2 separate regions of the Mus musculus genome follow, and region 1 is linked to region 2. The links are chromatin contacts, called in public HiChIP or PLAC-seq maps. All regions are on one chromosome and are shown on one strand. The core of a region is the stretch at or near the end of the contact, and the rest is flanking DNA. Distances in the headings are between cores, read along the strand shown.

Region 1 (4,166 bases), core at 1,332-3,831, 300 kb after region 2:
CTGATATCAACTCACCTCTGTACCAAACCTGGATGGCTGTGGTAGTTTGAATAGGCCTGGCCCCAATAGATTCACATGAGTGAACTCATAGGGAGTTATATTATTAGGAGATATGGCCTTGTTAGAATAGGTGTGGCCTCCTTGGAGTGTGTCACTGTGGATGCAGTGAGGTCTCCTATGCTCTAGCGATGCCCAGTGTGGACACAGTACCCTTCTGCTGACTTCAGATTAAGATGTAGAATTCTCAGCTCCTCCTTCATTACCATGTATGCCTGAATGCTTCCATGCTTCCCACCATGATTATAATAGACTAAACCTCTGAAACAAAAAAACAGCCCCAATTAAATGTTTTCCTTTATAAAAGTTGCCTTGGTCATGGTATTTCTTTACAGCAATAAAATCCAAACTAAGACAGTGGCACTCCTTACCATCTAACCCACAAATCTGCACTTCCAGTTTCTGAAACCCTAACGTGTCTTTTATCTCTCCTTTACTTGGCCACTTTGTACAGAAGGATTCAGAGGGAACTATAAAGCTTTTGTAACTTGCCAACAGCAACACTTCACCGCTCTGCAATGACCCCGTGGTGATCTCAATGCATCAGGTTTATATGTGGCTCCCTCACAACACCCCACATGCTCTCCCAAAAAGCCCTTGTTTTCAGTTGTGAATTCCTAGCATAGGACTTAGCAGGTATCTACCACATAAAGAAAGCTCACTAGACTTGGGGATTGGACTTGTTGATCTTTATCTCTCCAGAGTCTGTAGAACCCAGCATGGGGGCGTTTTCTCAGCCTTTCCTGAGCTTTTGTGACTATATTAACAATTGGACTGACTCCATCTGTATCTCTGCTCAGACTTCTTCAGGCCCCACCCCCTTCCTTCTAAAGAGATCCATCTCAGTGAAGTCACTTGTCCTACATGGCACCTGTGATCCACACTTTCACACCTGTTTGTCTTCAATCATCACCTTCTTAGGTTGGATGATGCCAGCCATATCTCCTCTGGCAGAAAATTATTCTTTCCTTTGCCCTTTGGCCAATCTCTGATACTTGTAAATCCAGCCCTTTAAGCTCTAGTACTGGGACAACTAAAATGGCTTCTCAGTTATCTCCTTGTCTAGAGACCTCTACGCTACTTCTTTTGTTGCTGTTGTCATATCTAATATTCTCCACCACACAATACTGTCAGTTCCTCAAGGGAGAGTTTCTATTAACAATTTCTATTTCCTAAGAATGACACTCCCTATACTTTCAATAAATACTAAATGAAAACACTATGCTGTTAAGTGCATCGGCTGAATTAAAGAGTCATTTTTACGTAAGCCAAATTTCTACTTTAACGTCAATATTTAGGGGTAAGGTTAAGGGTAATGATTAATCACTAGAAGTGGAGGAAGGTTTTCAGTGGAAACACTAACATGGATTAACCTACTTTCAGCCTCTGAAACAAGGTGGGAGGACCATGAAACAAACCCAGGAACTTATGACTCAGGGTCATGCTGATGAACAATCACCAGACTATGCTGTAACACAGATAGATGTCCAAAGATGTAGAAGCGATTGGAGTTCATGCAACACACAAAAAAATGCCAAGCTTCAAAGGGCGGCTCAGTGTCCCCCAACACCACCCCTGTGTCGGGCAACCTTAGGGAGTACCTGTTTAAGGCTCTCTGTACACGTTCTGTAGTGTGCGGTTCTCCAGAACCCAGAGCCTCGGGGGCACATATGTGCATGGTTCTTTGATTACAAGGTGCAGTCTCTGCAGAGGAAGCACTCAAAGGTGCTCCAAATAACCAAGCCAGGGAGATGGGGGAGACCCCGGCCAAGATGTGAGCTGCAGGGAGGTCTTCCGTGCTATGTCCCCGAAAGAGGGTCTTTCTCCTAAGAAAAGCCTTGGGCCCGAGGGTGGGGGTGAGGGGTCCGATAGGGTGTGCATGGGCAAACGAGGTGGCCCCAGAGGTGCTGGCTGCCAGGCTGTCACGTTCCAGCCGCTGCAGGTGTGGGTGCCGCCGCCGCCGCCACCGCCCGCCAGTTTCCCAGCCCCGCGCGAGCGCGCGCCGCCCGCCCGCCCCAGAGAGCGCGCCCTAACCCGCAGCGGCGTCTCAACGGCTATGCTGTGGCCAGCACCCCAGACGCACACCGCGGCTACTCAGGCCGCCCGGGCCAGGGTGAGCAGCTCAGCGGCCTGGAGGCTGAGCATGCGTAGGAGCGAGGGCGAGGCCAAATGCGGGCAGAGAGCATGCGCAGTGCTTGGACACGCTCGACTACGTGGGAGTCTGGGCATGCTCGGTGAGGACCGCGGCCCCGCGCACGCGTAAAAGGGCCCGACGCCCGCAACCCACTGGTGGAGGAAAAAAAGAAGAGAAATCACCTCAGAGTTACGTCAGGAAAGGCCGCGTTTTGCGGAGAGGCCGTAGTCCCCGACCGGGCCCGACGTCCTCCTAGGGCGCGGAGCGTGACGGTTACTCACCGCTCTTCAGCCCTGGGGCAGGCGCCAAGCCCCTTTCCGCTCACACTCGGCTCGCGCAACCCGCAGCCTCCACTGCCGCTGTGATTCCATCCATCTTGAATTTGACGTCATCCCACACCAGGGATGAGGTCATCGCAAGCAGCGCTCGTCACGTGCGTGGCGCTGGGATTGGGTGCCGGGCGGCTGGGGGCGGGCCGAGGGCGGGCCTGCGGGAGCGCGGCCGCGTTGGGTCCGGCGCGTTGGTGCCTCTCCGGTGAGGCGCGGGCACGAGCAGCAGAGCGTAGGGACGCCCCCAGGGTACGCATGTGGTCGCGGAAAGCCCCTGAATGCGGAATGTGGAGCTATCGGGAAAATAGCTCATCTCCATTTCTTCCTCCTGGAGAAAGCGGCAGTGAACAAGTTGGGTTCCCAGGTTCCCCTTATTCGCTCTGTGGCTTTTTCAAACACATATCCAAACCTTACCCTTTTAAAATGGTGTTGAAGCTGGGAAGGGTGGTGCATGCAAGGAATCCCATCATCCAGGACACTGAGGCAGATTTCCCGTTAACTATTCTGAACTACAGAGTGAGGCCCTGGCTCATTTCAAAACAAAAGACAAAGAACGATTAACCTTTTTCCCTGCAACACCAGTTCTCTTTTAGCCTCTTTGCATGAAAATTACAATGCCATTTGTCAGATGACTGTACGCCAAAACCAGGCAGCTGGGTAACAAATGCCAAACTACAAATTCCAGCTGTGAAGAAAGGGTCTCTAGGCCACGGAAGTTTTCTAGAGCCTGGAACATAGCAGCAGACAGTCTCAACAAGTGAAATTTCTGTAACAGACTTTAAAAATGCCTAGATCCGCCGGGCAATGGTGGCGCACGCCTTTAATCCCAGCACTTGGGAGGAAGAGTCAGGCAGATTTCTGAGTTCGAGGGCCAGCCTGGTCTACAGAGTGAGTTCCAGGACTACAGAGAAACCCTGTCTCCAAAAACAAAAACAAAAACAAAACAAAAGCCTAGATCTTAAATTAGGTGTTCTATGTTTCAAGAAGTGTGTGGTTTTCAAGTATGCTTCTGAAGGTGGGTTTTAACTACGTGAATCAAGGTGAAACAGCATTATGAAGTGTGTGAGGGATATGTGGAGAAAGGAATCTTGCAATAGGTAGATCCATTGGGGGGGGGGACAGACTCCAAATGAATAACTCTGAGTATTTAGTTTTTTTTTTCATTTCAAGACTATGCCCTTTAGAATTTCACACTGAAAGTTCTCTTCTGCAATCATTCAAGGGTTTTTTTTTTTTTTGGTTTGTTTATTTGTTTGTTTGTTTTTAATGTATTTGTATTTGAACTGTATGGCAGTTAAGCAAGAAGTGGTCTTGTAAAGAGGGATTTGAGAGGACCACACACCATTGGGCCTCTTTTTTACATGCAGAAAATCAGTATGGAGCTGCAGAGCCTATGGCCCAGAGAGAAGCCAGATTCGTTTGTTTTGTTTTGTTTTGTTTTGTTTTGTTTTGTTTTGTTTAACCACATGGAGTGCAAAGCAACCTCCCTCCAACTGTTTGCCAGCTCAGTTGCTGTATCTGCAGTGCATGCTGCCTGTACTCTGGTGTCTCCATGTTCAAACAAGGTTGCCAGTTCTCTGAATCTGACCTAACTGCCAAATACAACAGAAACCTTTGGATCTTTCATACACCTCTGGCTTATGATA
Region 2 (4,385 bases), core at 1,106-3,605:
GGAAGATCACCTCTGCCACCTTCCATTCTATGGGACTCACTCTGTTCATACTTCATACTTCATAGCCTTCTCCTGTTCATACTTCCAAGAAGAACTGCAGAGGAAGAGAGGCCTAGGTGGGGAAGAACTCTGGCCAGAAGACAGTAGGGAGCTGAAGCCAGCAATATAAAATCTATCAAGGGGACTTGCAAAGAACTGGCCCAGGTAGCTGTGATACCCTGAAGAATCTAGCCTATCTGAAGGGATCCTAAACTCACAGAAACGTAGGTAACTGATGTTTAGAGCCACTTGACTGGGGTAATCTGTTACACAGCTGTAGCTAACACATACAGAGCCTATCATAGGCCCTCTGGATCTCTATGGGTAGGTGGAAGTAAAACATACATAGCCTCTGAAGCAAAGGCAGGATCTGGTCCTCTTCAGAGGCATGTGTTCCACTGGGTCACAGTGCCAGGGGTACAGGGCACTGAGGGGCTGGTACCTACTCTGTGACCTGGCAGCCACACAAAGCTGGATATGAAGGTGATCTGGACACATGAGCAGAGCTGGTGTTTGTCCCTGAAACATCAAATTGGCCAAGTCTTCAAAGAGCTACATCTCAGAGATCTATTCCCCCAAGGAGCTCTCCACAGGACCATCCCAACCTCCCTTGAAGAGCTTGATCTCATGGGACCTCCCCACACTAAGCACTTAGAGAGCTAGGTTCTATGAGACTTCCCCACACTCAATGCCCGAATACCTGTGTCCCATGGACCTTCCCCACACTCAGCACCTAAAGAGCTAGATCCAGGCACAGCGTCTCAAGAGTTCATCAATGTATGGACCAGGTCCCTCTGGATGGCTAGTGCCTGGAGCCTACAATGGTCAGTTTCTATGAATCTCTCACTCCAGTTAATTGAGCCAGGCTGCACTGCTTCTGTATGGCTTGTCTCCTTGCTCCATCCATAAAAAGACAGCTACGTAGGGTATGTTCCATCTGACATAATAGACAGGATCTTGGGCAAGAAGAGGAGCTGAGCAAAGATGGAGCTATAGTCTCCCTGTATGGGTGAGCCAGCATATGAGGGCTTGGTGCTGGCAGCTAGGTTGTAGGTTTGGCATTTCATCTTATCCAGCTGGTATGAGACCAGGCAAGCCTTTAGGGCATGGGTTATGGTAGCTATCTGAACATCTGACAAATAAACAGAGAAAACAAGCATAAGGAGTGTTTCCGGGTTTATACCTCAGCTCTGCCTTAGTCATCCACTGGGTATCTCTGGATCTGAGCAGAGTGCTGGCCACTATACCAAGCAGACTTACCTGCAGCACTCTGCTACTGGAGCAAGCACTACCTGAAGCCGGTCACACACTCAGCATCTGTGTTCCTGAGCTGCCTCCTCAAGGTTTAAAATGTCTTCAAAGACTTCTATCTCATCCTTGAAGACCATGGAGTATGGAGATGTGTTACACATTTGCTTTAAAATAGAAAGAACCCTGTGGTCCATGAAATAATCCATGTAAGAAGACTTTTCTTAGGATTACTATTGTGATGAAACACGATGACCGACAGCCCCCAAGCCAGTAAGTTCTGGCGCTGATAGTGGTTTGGAGATGGGAACATCTGCCCTTTCCTAAAGCAGCTCACTGGGGTGCCAGCCCCTGGCATGGGGCTTTCAGACCTTACCTGGGGACTGAAGTGGCAGAGGAAGTGAATACCTGGTCCAGTATTCACAATCTTCCCTAAGCTCCCTAACCAGGTAGCTTAAGCCATCTTTCTCCTTCCTCTCTTCCTACCATGGTCCTGATACCTGAAAGGAAAAGTCTAGACTCTTTTGGTAGTGATGCAATGACATGCTAATTTCATACTCAGAAGTATTGACAGCAAAGCTCATCCATTGAACCCAGAAGGGGACATCATGACATTGTCCAGGCACCCCTGTCTACCCTGTGCATTGGGGACTGGGGTGCTCCCTGGGGAACTCCCTGGGAATTCAAGGCAAACTGTGTGTTTTGGTTCAGAGAGGCTGAATAACTGCTTAGGCAGGTGACAAGTAGCTGCAAAAACCTGGAAAGAATCCCAAAGGTGATGCTACTAAAGTTGCAAATGAGGACCAAAGCCAAGCCAAGAATAACATAAAGTTGTGTGTTTCTTCTTGAGTACCAGACCAGTGTCACTTAACCCTCTATGGCCCTGGAGAAGAGTGTCAAATGGCCCCTTCTTACAGTTGAGGCTGCAGGGTTATTAAAAGGTTCACAGCTAAAAGGTTGAGTTGGGTTCATGACCTCTGCGGAGACATACCACACCACACCACACCCTACCCCACCCTACTCCTGTGCACCCAGCTCAGTCCCTCCCCAGTGTGGAATGGTGGCCCCAGGCCAGACAGCAGCAGACTCCTTGGTGAACTAGCAGTGCTGAGCCAAAGCAAGCAGCCTAGGTCCCACAGTGTATGTGTAGAGAGACCTGGGGTTTTTTGCTATCTCTGGTAAAGGAAGACAGCTATCCCCCTGAGCAGTCCAAGGCTGGGTTCTCAGGAATGACTTACCTTTCCCTGCAGAAACATTCTTGATCCAGTAAATGTCTACACAGAGGCAGAGGGGTAGTTACTGCTCTTGTCCTACAGTTCAGGCTTACAGTTGAAGTCCTAAATCCCTGTGCCTGTGGAGGTGACCTCGTTTGGAAATAGGAAGGAGTCAGTTGATATTAGATGAGGTCAGGCAGAAGTGAGGCAGGTCCTACGAGACAGAAATCATGGAGGAGGCTATGTGCAGATATAAGCGGAGACTAGGATGATATTACTCCAAGCCAAGGACACCACAAGCAATACAGAGGTGAGAAAGGGACAGGAGGCAAAGCCACCTTTGGTCTCAGGCTTCCCACCTCCACCACTGTAAGAAAACACAGCTGTGTAGTGGAAGGTGGATGCCTACAGCTTTTATTGAGCTAGCACCAGCATTGCAGGCCCCTGCAGGAGCAGAGAAAGGAAGAGAAGGGAACTTAAAGTGAACTTGATGGTGTGACCAGCCACGACTGACATCAAGGAGGTGGAGGCTGGAAGCAGAGGCCATATTTAGTCACCTAGAAGAAGCGAACTTGCAGCTTCTGTCCTACCCAGACCTCACTCCTGAACTCTGTGTCTACTGAACATTTCCTGTAAGGATCCAGACAGCACCTCACATTGCATCGCAGGAACTGAGCCCTGCCCCCCCCCCACACACACACACACACTCCCGTGGTTGTTCCTTGCCCTCTTCTTGCTGCAGGTGACCATCAGGCTCTTGGAACAGATTTGGCACCTGCCCAGCTAAGGTTTCATTCCCGGGTCCCATTCATGGCCATATAGAGGGGAGCATTGCCGGTTCTCAAATGCTGCCTCCTTCATCTCCAGACTCCAACAAAGCAGGCCTTCCTTGTCATCACTTGAGACTGCTACCCAGCTGCCCACATGCCCTGTCAATGACTGAGAAAATTCACATTTATCTAGTAGCTCAACCCACTTTGGTTCCCCCGTTCTTCAGACAAATCCACAGTGAATGTCCATTCTGGCCACACTCAATCCCTCCTTATGCTCTCTGAGGTGCCTACCTGTCCATACAGGATGTATTTAGTCAGCAAACCTTATGTATTCTCTCCCTCTGGCCTACATTCTATCCTCTGTCACTGTGACCTGCTTCAAGAAGCATCCTGAAGCCTATGGAGAATGGGAGGTACCCTTCTGCAGGCATTTCCACAAAGTGCTCACGGGTTGTCCTTGTATGTATTATTGCCTGTCATTGAACTTCTGATCCCTGCAGGCATGAACAGCAGCTGTGCTTATCCAAGCTTGTGGATGGTCCTGGGGTGGCCCTGAAATGGGAACCAAGAAAGCCAGTAAACAAAGAGACCAGGAAAGGCAGGACTTGGCAGGGTGAGGACTTCTTCTTGTATTCAGTCACTAATTTCTTCCCCTGATGGTACTCAGTTCTTTGTGTATTGTAATGACACAAGGTGACATAAGCATGTGTTCAACACTGAAGCAGACTGAATAGGTCAGGCCCTCCCCTGCACACTGAAGATGTCTCCATCTGCAGAAGGAAATCTTTGAAGGCAGGGTCTTGAGGGAATCTTGACTTTCCACGGCAGAGTGCAGCTGAGCAGCATCTTGCTGTGCTGGCCTGTCATCTCAGCTATTCAAGAGCCTGAGGCAGGAGTGCTGGTTCAGGTTCTGGAAACTACAGGGCCAATTCAAGGATGGACCTTGCAATTTGGTGAGATGCTATCTCACAAATAAAAAGTAAAGGGAGGGCTAGGGGTGTGGATCAGTGGTAGAGCAATTGTCCCTCGTGCCAACTGCAGAGCAGAAATGAGAAGCTGACACCTTCTGGCCAGCAGGGAGCATGCACATGTCTCCTTTCCTGGGGTTATG

What was found. HiChIP or PLAC-seq counts read pairs in DNA pulled down with a chosen protein or histone mark.
Region 1: an H3K27ac HiChIP or PLAC-seq map of extraembryonic endoderm stem cells shows a contact between it and region 2. The contact joins the promoter of Zbtb21 here to the enhancer-like site in region 2. A contact is called at or near these places in 7 of 39 promoter capture datasets (the 3T3-L1 cell line, embryonic stem cells, hippocampal neurons and 2 more) and 2 of 115 datasets of contacts at active chromatin or transcription factors (extraembryonic endoderm stem cells and pancreatic cancer cells).

The regions. Positions count from the first base shown.
Region 1 is chr16:97,960,041-97,964,206 of GRCm38.p6, forward strand. Zbtb21 (zinc finger and BTB domain containing 21) reads right to left here and starts at 2,582. Exons shown (of 3, transcript NM_175428.4): 1 at 2,374-2,582.
Region 2 is chr16:97,663,391-97,667,775 of GRCm38.p6, forward strand. Gm41512 (a long non-coding RNA gene) reads right to left here. Exons shown (of 3, transcript XR_876311.2): 2 at 3,566-3,826; 3 at 1-2,715. Among named protein-coding and RNA genes, the nearest start is that of Gm41512, 5.1 kb to the right of the region's middle. Within about 2 kb of position 2,356, at least 46 of the 459 cell types and tissues checked have an H3K27ac peak or open chromatin away from gene starts, as enhancers often do. A contact at or near this core is called in extraembryonic endoderm stem cells and pancreatic cancer cells, where this site is marked.